2 separate regions of the Mus musculus genome follow, and region 2 is linked to region 1. The links are chromatin contacts, called in public Hi-C maps. All regions are on one chromosome and are shown on one strand. The core of a region is the stretch at or near the end of the contact, and the rest is flanking DNA. Distances in the headings are between cores, read along the strand shown.

Region 1 (5,209 bases), core at 247-2,746:
CATGTGTAAGTTATTAGCATTTTAAAGCCTGAGATTGGGAAGGGAAAGGCAGAAGGAGAAAGTGTCTCAAAGTGCAATTTTGGAAGCTCTCTAAATAATGTTTTTCCCACTCCCGCTCCAGCCTCCACTTGGTCCTGTTCCAATTCTCAGCTTTTAGACAGTGCCTGGCCCATCACACCTGCAAGAAATCATTGTCAGGGGAAAGAGGGAACAGACATATTCCTGTGCACAGCCTATGGTGTTTCCCTCCCAAAGAGCCCTTAAGCCAAAGCACTATTTGTCTTCCCTCTAAAATTGCCTACTAAATGGCATCTGGATATTTGAAAGACTATAATGGCATAAAGAGATATAGCCCAACCTGTAGCACTTCTCCTGGATTACTGAAGCCAGTGGATTGTCTAAATTCTTCCTTTTGATGTGCACCAAATTCTGAGGAAGAGTCTCATTTAAGCCTTAGAAAATGAAGGCCTTTGCGCCACTGAACATAAAAACATTTATAACTCACTTCAGTTTTCCTGGATGTTTCTGAGGTACCTTCCCCCCACCCACCCCAGTTCCCTCCTCAGCCAGTACCTCGTGCAGAGGGCTTTAAGGTCTCTGTGATATTCTTAAACATTCCCTCTGGGGATGAAGGGAAGGAAAAGAGCACCAGAGAGCGAGCTACAAGTCTCCACACAGACCTCTCTTTCAGTTCAAGTGTGAAGAGGGAGATAAAAAGCCAACTACAGACACACTGTCCTCAGAAGGAGCCAAGAGCTACCCCAAAGATTGGCAGCTCCAAAAGGCATCAACAGGAATCCTTTTGGTAATTACCAGTTCGGAAATGTCATCCCAATGATTGTGACAGACATAAAGCAGCTGCACTTTGTTGAGGAAGAACAGAGGCCGGGCCTGAGCAGTAACAAACATCGGGCCAGCTGCAGCCTGCTCGCCCTCCTCAGCTCTCCTGTTCCAGACTTGCCAAATGCTGAAGCAATTAATCACACAGTAGAAGTGGATCTAAAATGTCTGAAATTGCCTGGTGAAGATTAACTGAATCTATCATATTTCCAGCCTGATTAGGAGGGAGGCAAGAGTGTCTTTTTATTGCAGAAAGCTTCACAGTCAAGTTAATTGCTAAGATCTTAGGCTGGTCATTCCAATTCCAGCTGGAATTTAGAGAATCCTCTGGCCAGAAATCCTTATTTTTGAGTGAGAAACAGAGAGAAAAAGACACAGGTATTTGCTTTTATGAATCTCTGGGGTAGAATCAAAGGCTCCAAGCTCAAGCCAACACAGGTGTCCTTGTAACCTAAAGAGCCATTGAAGAGCAACTTTAAATCTGTTCTGCCTGTTTGTCTAAAACACCCACCCATTCCTGGGTGGAGAATTCCAGTTGCTGTCAGGGGTTAAGAGGGCCCCTGGAACATATGCCATTAGCTTCACACTGAGGGAAACGTGGGCCTCTCTGCTAGGCTGGTTACGCTTCTCCATAGTCAAATGGTCACTGCCCCAGAAAGCCATGTTGCTTCAGTTCCAGAGAAAACACACAGCTGGCATGCAGCTGTGGTATAGCGTACCTCCATATGCCTAAGGTGAAAGGTTCTGGTGACCCCAGCCCTAGTACCTAGATGAGTGGTGATGGCCTTGTCACCTGCAGATCCCAAGGGGATCTAACCTGTAGTATCCATCCATATCCAGCCACTGTCCTCAAACTCTCCAGACCCAGGCCTACAAAGAATCCCTCTGAGACTGTCATCCCACCCAAAAAACCGACTGCTTCCTTTTTTTTAACTAGTGCGTCATTCAACTCTCTTCTTGTTTATTCCTTTGGAAGTGTCTTTTCTATAGGATCTGGAGAGATTTACTTATTCTATTTTAAACTATTTTCTTATATAACATTGGCTCTAAAATTATGCTTTTTTAATTATTATTATTATAAAGAGCTTTTCTAACATCACGGAGATTGCTCAGGGGGTAAAGACACTTGGTGACCTGCAGAGGAACCTCTGAACTATGTAAAGATGGGAATTGAATTCCACAACTTTTTCCCTGACCTCCCATGCCCTACTTAAACATACACACGTGTACACACGCAATAATTAACTTTTACGCCTTTATTTGTATAAATGTATTTCTTAACACAATACTAAATAACACCTAATGTTTATGTTAACTATCCTTTAAAATGGATAAAAGACCCGTGTGTGGTCATGAATAGATAAAGGAGAAGCAATGAATTTGGAAAAGAACAAGTATTGTGCATTCTGTCTCATGTGTGGAAACAACAACAATTCACTGTGAATGTACAAGAGTAAAAGACCAGAGAGTAGAAAGAAAAAGAGGGAAAAGGAGGCGGGGCTGGATTCCATCAGAGCGCATTGCATACATGTGTTGAGATACCACACTCAACCTCATTAATAAGTACAAGTAAGACATCCTAATCAAAATTTCATGTAATTATCAAGCAGTTCCAGCTATTTATTATGATCTGAAGAGAAAGAAAGCCTAAGACCTGAAGAGTCCTCATTTAAAATAAGGTCCCTGAGTACCTGCTCCATCCTTGGCCATGTGCTTCTTTGGCTCCGTTCTATGTTTATATTAATATTCCACTAAACTAAAAAGCAGTGGCCACTCATATTCAATACTTCCTCCCTCACCAGGGACATGTAATTCACTTTCATACTATTGAGCAATATTGTTCAAAATAGATAAATGTATATTTATTTTATTTCATAACTTGAACAAAATAAACAGACTTTTATGACAGATTCTCATCTGTTGGGTAGCAATGATGTACGTACACTTCCTGTGAGTGCAGACGTTGCTGTCTTTCCAGGAGTTAGAAAATCAAACTCAAGCCCATGCCTCTGCTGCACACATGAACATTAAAGGAGATAAATAAGCAATAAAATGAGCAACATACATAAAACTTACACAAATAGAATCTTTAAAGCGATAGGGAGCCACAGTTAACAAAAGTTTGTGTTGTTCTGCTTATCTACACAGATATCCAGTTCTGTCTAGTATGCACCTTACTGACTTACTGTCAGTCAAAGGTAGGAGAAAGATGCTGAAACAACAAACTTTAGACTTAAGCATGTTCACCAAGGATGAATAAATTGGTGGTATTAAAGCCACATAGAACTAGAGGTAAGGAAGGAGAAATGCCATCTTCAGAGTGTGGCACCAAAAATCAACAACAAGGAGCCAAGGGCACAGTCAGAGTGGAGACAGTCCCACTGACCATGGCCACAGTGGAGACCCACTGACCATGGTCACAGTGGAGACAGTCCCACTGACCATGGTCACAGTGGAGACAGTCCCACTGACCATGGTCACAGTGGAGACAGTCCCAATGATTCAAGAGTCTACAACCGAAGTAGAGAATCATTGGGCCTGTACATCTTCTCAGAATAAAGATTGTAAGTGAACAGAAAGGGAAACACAGTCATAAGGGGGAAAAGCATCATATGAGTCCTCAGGAAACTCCCTAGGGACCTAAAATCTTAAAGGTCATTCTCAAATATCCAAATGATAGTCACATGACTGATGCTTTAGGATAGTCCCTTTAAATATGTTTTTAATGTCACATTTGAAATATATGAAGATGAAAATTATATCATCTCTTCCATTCTCAGTGGACTTCCTAAAATCTCAGCTGGGTATGTTGAAGATGCATAGCTCTCTTGGAGAAGTTATCCAAGGGCTCTGGAGGGAACAGGAGACTTGTTGACTGGCAGTGAGAGAAAATGACACACTATACTGGTCATTTTCTGAAGAAGGAAAATAAAGGGCTAGATCAAAAAGGTGCTTTGAAGTGCCATTACATGCATGGCTTTGGTGGACAGCCCTTGAGGCTGGGTGAAGAGAGGACGCAGCGACATTTAAGCGGCAGGGGCCAGTCGCGCCCACAAGCCTAGACTCTGCCCACACATCTGGAACATTTCAATAAAGGCCTCAGAGATAAGATTGACAGTTTCATGTCAGACACAATTAGAAGAATGAGGGTTTCGACTCCTGATATGCAAGATGAAAGCCGAGCAAGACAAAGGCAGAAATAATAGCAAAGTGAATAGAGCAGAGATATCTGCGACATGAATGGGAGAGGTCCACCAGCCACTCGCCTTTGAACCCAGCCATGTCTTGACAACCCTCACTGACATTCCAGCCCTTGAGTCTGCATAACTTAGCAAAGCCTTGCATCTAGCATTCGGTCCTCGTTATTACAGTCACTCTCAAATGGCATTAGTAACTTGTTAGTTGATCTTCATGATAGTTACGTGAAGAGAAACAGCAATAATGTTTTCAATATATTTCTAACACAAAACTTCTGTTGTTTTTTGCACAAGAGAGTTTCTGGTTCATGGTTTTAAAAGGGCCCATGGTTAAGATTATCCAACATACTCTCCTTTTCAAATGGCTTTAACTTTCAACTTAGAAATTTTTTATTTTTATTTTAAACCAGTGGTAGAGGAATAAAACTATGGAATTGAATGAATTGCTTTATAGTCTACTTTTTTTTTCAAGTAAAGGATTTGTTGAATGAATTACAGCAAGAAATGTGCATAATAAAATTAATAGAGTAGAAATTTAAAGAAGCAGTAGACCTCAGGACAAAAATGACCATACTTTTTGCCTCACTGTTTTCAAAATTGCTATGAGTAAATTACAAGCATTACCCAGGCTCCTCTTGGTAGATGAAAATTGACACTATTACGAAAAATATTAAACTGCTACCTATGTAAAGATTTAAAAAAAGCAAATTTTTAAAAGTTAATATTATGGGGCAGGGTAAGGTCAACATTAGTCTCTGCTCCCCTTGGAATGAAATTCTACTGAATGAGCTGTTCTATACCAGTTGAGCTCTGTGGGCCAGCAGCATCAACATCATGAAGAGCTCACTCAAGCTGCAGGTTATCAGGCCCCATAGCAGACAAGCTAAATCAGAAACAGAATTTTAACTCCAACCCACTGTGGTCCCTGCAGGTATGTAACATCTAACAAAACTACTTCCTCAGGACAGAAAACAGCATGCTGTTTTTCTTTCTCCCTCACTCTGTTCCTACCTGCCTCCCTTCCTCACCTTCCCAGCATCCCATATACAGTAGGCAACATATTATGAGATTAATAGATATATGAATTAAATTATTTTTTAAAAATAGACAGCCATAAGGAAGAAAGTTAGAACAAGAGAAGCAAAGCAAATTATATACTTAAAACATAGTTT
Region 2 (5,258 bases), core at 2,518-5,017, 790 kb before region 1:
CTAATGAGTTATTCTGCTTTGTAACATAGTGATTATGTACAATATAGATGTATGCACATATCTACAGTGCATGTATCTTATAGGTACATATGCATTCTCCTCAGTCAATGGCAAGTTTCCCCTTATACTCCATATCCCCCTTTGCCTCCTTCCATTTCAACACCTCACATATTTCCCTGAAGGCAATATGAAATCTTGCCCATTATTAATCTTGGCCATGATTAGTTGCTGAAACTAAAACATGGTGGCAGCAGAAAGTCATTAGCTAGTCCAAGTTTTGGCCTAAGATCAACAGTGCTGGTTATAATCTACATCTTGGTAATGACCTGGATTTTGTTAAGAATGAGAAGAGCCAAAAATCAACTAGAGTGGCTATAAACAAAAGTTTGAGATGTGATTGATGCAAAATTCCCTTTCCACTCTAACCCCATGCCTATTTAGAAATCACATGCTGCCCAAGGCTATGGGTAGTAAGTCAGATTTAATACAGAGCCCACTTCCAATTGGTAATGCTCTGTTTATAAAGCAAAAGAGTGCAATGAAAAGAATGTTAAACGAGAGGTCAGGAAATTTGTAGCCCTTCCCAGGTATTTCAAGTTCACATGCTTTTCCTGAAAATTACCATACACAAATGCACATATGCAGGGAAGAAGATGATGCAAGTCACTCCCTTTGGCCTGAAGGAGCTGACACCCTGTTAGGAGAAACTGGAGTAGCTACTGTTAACCTCCCCAGTTTCCAACATGGAAAAGAAAATTATTAACTATCTCATACACTTCGTAGGTGAAACTGTAATATCCGTGCGGGAAGAGGGACCTAGCCTAGAGAAAATACATCCTACAATGACATTCCACTGGATGGCAATATCTGCGTCCACAGTTTTTGTCACCAAATGCTATTTGAGTGACTACACTGAAAATGGATCAATAGTTGATGCTGATTTTATTTTTCTACAAATTATTTCTTGGTTGCAAAGATTTTTAACAATAATTTTATTTCCATGAAACTTACTAGACACATATACTACATACATAAGGAGAGAAGAAAGGATAATACAAAAGCCATAAATAAGAAATATTTACCAAAAAGCCATGCTTGCTTCAGAATACTTGTCAACTGCCATCAGATGAAAATAAAATTTGAAAAAAATTAGACTGCTTGAGGCATGAAGAAGAGATGGGAAAAGAAAGGGATTCATTAGAATTATAATTTTTCTTTTTATCCTTTCCCCTGAAACTTCTAATGAGAAGGTTACATTGATAGCTAATCCTTCTATAAAGTTAGCTGAAGAGATTTCTAAAATTTCTGAGCCAAAAATATCTGTCATTCATCTACTACAGGATGCATTCATGACACTACTGTTCACACAGCCTTTGGGACAGAGACAAAGAAGAAATTTTGTACTTATTGTTCTATCTGATCTACAATGCATTGATATCGAAGTATGTGTAATATCAGCCACACAATCTCAGCAATAAGCTAAATAGAAGTGGGTCAGAAGTTGTCTTAGTCAGAGTTTCTATTCCTGCACAAACATCATGACCAAGAAGCAAGTTGGGGAGGAAAGGGTTTATTCGGCTTACACTTCCATGCTGCTGTTCATCACCAAGGGAAGTCAGGACTGGAACTCAAACAGGTCAGAAAGCAGGAGCTGATGCAGAGGCCATGGAGGGATGTTACTTACCAGCTTGACTGCTTCCCCTGGCTTGCTCAGCTTGCTCTCTTATAGAACCAAGACTACCAGCCCAGAGATGGCACCACCCACAAGGGGCCTTTCCCCCTTGATCACTAATTGAGAAAATGCCTTACAGCTGGATCTCATGGAGGCATTTCCCCAACTGAAGCTCCTTTCTCTGTGATAACTCCAGCTGTGTCAAGTTGACACAAAACCAGCCAGTACAGCAGTATACAATGACAGCTGGAGACAGGAAGTGTACACTGACAGCTGGAGACAGGAAGTATATACTGACAGACAGCTGGAGACAGGAAGTGTACACTGACAGACAGCTGGAGACAGGAAGTGTACACTGACAGACAGCTGGAGACAGGAAGTGTACACTGACAGACAACTGGAGACAGGAAGTGTACACTGACAGCTGGAGACAGAAAGTGTACACTGACAGCTGGAGACAGGAAGTGGACACTGACAGACAGCTGGAGACAGAAAGTGTACACTGACAGACAGCTGGAGACAGGAAGTGGACACTGACAGCTAGAGACAGGAAGTGTACACTGACAGACAGCTGGAGACAGGAAGTGGACACTGACAGCTGGAGACAGGAAGTGGACACTGACAGACAGCTGGAGACAGGAAGTGGACACTGACAGCTGGAGACAGGAAGTGGACACTGACAGACAGCTGGAGACAGGAAGTGGACACTGACAGCTGGAGACAGGAAGTGGACACTGACAGCTGGAGACAGGAAGTGGACACTGACAGACAGCTGGAGACAGGAAGTGGACACTGACAGCTGGAGACAGGAAGTGGACACTGACAGCTGGAGACAGGAAGTGGACACTGACAGACAGCTGGAGACAGGAAGTGGACACTGACAGCTGGAGACAGGAAGTGGACACTGACAGCTGGAGACAGGAAGGGAAAATTTGGATGTGGTTACTTCATAAGGAAAATAAAGCAGCAAGGAGCGCCATGATGACACAGACTCTACTATAAAGAACCAGCATAAATGAGAAAGTATGAACAAATGGAGATAAGGTAATCTGTCAGGATACTACTATTTCATAAAATTTCTTGCTTAACTGCCTAGTTTGAAGGAAAGACCCCTGCTACTTCCTGGTAATTTCAGAAGGGTCAGGCAGGAGTCCTGCCATATAGGGTTACATAGCAAGACAGTGACTCAAAACATCCCTCCAAGAAGCCCTTCAACTATGGCAGTTGTTCTCAGCCTTCCTAATGTTGCAATCTTTTAATACAGTTCCTCATGTTGTGGTGATTCCCAACCATAAAATTATTTTTGTTACTACATCATAACTGTAAGTTTGCAGTTATGAATCATAATGTAGTAAGGAGAGAAGAAAAGATAATACAAAAGCCACAAATAAGTTCCTTTACCAAAAGCCAAGTTCACATCAGAACACTTGTTAACAGACATTAGATGAAAGTAAAATTGGAGAAAATTAGGCTACTTGAGGGGCAAAAAATGAGACAAGCAAAAAAAAAGGGGGGGGGGATTCGTTAAAATTACAGTTTTTCCTACCCATAGGTTGAGAAACCACTGATCTACAGAATTGCTTGAGAATATTACAGTCCCATTTAGCAATTTATTCTGCATGGACTAACTGCATAATCAATTGATTGATTTATCACATTTGATTGAAGAACCTTCGAGATATTGAGCTACCTGCCTAACTATGGCTAGTATATAGTAGACATACAGACTACTAAACAGGCAAATGGAAGGAGTAAATAAGATAGAGAAATAACATCCTGTGAGCTGAGAAATATGTAGAGTTGGGGCATAGATGAACAAGAGAAAGACAGTAAGGCTTCCAGCAAGCAGTCATATATAAGTTAAGCTCTGGCATGTAAAAGTTAATGAAGAGAGCTAAAATTTCTTGGGGGAAAAATATTTAAGATTTGAGAGCAAGAACAAGAGAAATAAAGCCACTGGTAAAGGTGGCTTTTTCTGGCTAGAGTTCAGAATTCCAGTTTTCACGTATTCAGAAAGGAAGCAAAACTAGACAGCAGGCTCCAGATCAAGAGCCTTGTGAGTCATGCCAAAGGAGTTTGGAAGCTAAAGAGCACCGGGGAGCCAGTAAAGGATTGTAAGCTGATTAGTGACAAAACAGGAATTGGAGAGTGATTCTGCTGGTAGGGATGAAGAGGCTGAAGGAGTTATGCAGCTGAATTAACATGGAATAAAAGCACAATGAATATTGCTACAAATAGCATAAGCAAATGGAAACATGATACAAACGAAAGCAATCCATCTTAAAGGGGGTGTGTGATACATGAAACCAGGCTAAATAAATAAATAGGACACAGATGATAGGTGTTACAAGCAATAGGAAAGACCTCACACACACACAATGAGCTTTGGCTAAAGAGAAGGCTGGAATGACAACAGAGAAAAGAGAAGGGTACCTTTACACATGCTAGAGAAATGCTTTCTTATATGTGTAGAAAGAAACAAGACAGGTCAGAAATAATGCCAATGGAAAATACACGTTGTCATAAATTTTTCTCTAGTAATTAAATTTTTCTCCAGTAACTAGCTTTCTATATAAAAATTTAAAAAGTATTTTTAATTCCCAGTAATTAAGTCATTGATTACAAGAAAAAAAGGCTAGAATGAATTTGACAAAGCTAGCAGTGCTTTTAGTTTCTGCACTCTGAAAAGAAAATGAATTAGACTAGCCAAGAAGAATTGTTGGACAACTAGGATCTACTCAAAAGGATGGAACCCGAAAATACCACCTTTCTGAGGCATCTACAGGGAAAGTATAAAAATTTGGGATAGTCACTATATCATAGACTCCATTTGAACATGGTAACTCCTGAAGATTACTTTGACAGTGGGTAAGAATGAGCAGAGCTGCCTGGAATAAACATGGGGGAAAGAGCAATGGAATTAAGAGGCAAAGGTTAGAGTCTGTGGAGTGCAGGGAGAGAGGAAAGCCTGTAGGCACTGCATACAGACTTCACAAACACAGTGATCTTGGCAGCAGTATCCATTTTACCTGTGGTTACATGATTCCAGGTAGGGCCAGACAGGACACCTGCAAAAGTATGCATACATATAGGATACTTAAACTTTTCTAGCAATCTTCATCAGTACAGAGCATGAAAAGAAATATCATATTGGAGTAATTTTAAGGTTTGAGATCATCTGGACAACGATGTTAAAATAAAACACAATGATCCCGGCCAGACACAAGTAGAACTGTCAGAAGTCTGACAGACGAGAGAATAGAAGACTAGATAAACGGCTTTTAAAAGAATCTGAAAGTGGAAATAAACGTTTGTATATGTACCAAAAACAATCGCGTATAGAAATACGGGGGTTTTCAAAATACTTGTTTCTGAGGGGTGCTACAGCATGCATGTAGAGTCAGCTCTTTCCGTCCACCTTCACTTGGGTTCTACAAATCTCACTGTGACAAGCACTTTCACAATGGGAGCCGTACTGCCACCTCCAAATGTAGCTTTTTACCGTAACTTTGTAAAAGACAAAGGACTCAAAACTAAAATATAAGCTAGCACAAGTCACTAAAATAGGACGGACAGGGAGATTATA

Evidence for each region. A called contact is a pair of places that touch in the nucleus more often than the background predicts.
Region 2: a Hi-C map of the N1E-115 cell line shows a contact between it and region 1, with 10 times the contacts expected there. The contact joins two enhancer-like sites. A contact is called at or near these places in 2 of 484 Hi-C or Micro-C datasets (the N1E-115 cell line and embryonic fibroblasts) and 1 of 115 datasets of contacts at active chromatin or transcription factors (acute myeloid leukemia).

Annotation. Positions count from the first base shown.
Region 1 is chr14:105,373,603-105,378,811 of GRCm38.p6, reverse strand. No RefSeq gene overlaps it. Among named protein-coding and RNA genes, the nearest start is that of 5430440P10Rik, 51 kb to the left of the region's middle. Within about 2 kb of position 1,496, at least 53 of the 459 cell types and tissues checked have an H3K27ac peak or open chromatin away from gene starts, as enhancers often do. A contact at or near this core is called in the N1E-115 cell line, where this site is marked.
Region 2 is chr14:106,161,015-106,166,272 of GRCm38.p6, reverse strand. No RefSeq gene overlaps it. Among named protein-coding and RNA genes, the nearest start is that of Trim52, 57 kb to the right of the region's middle. Within about 2 kb of position 3,767, at least 31 of the 459 cell types and tissues checked have an H3K27ac peak or open chromatin away from gene starts, as enhancers often do. A contact at or near this core is called in the N1E-115 cell line, where this site is marked.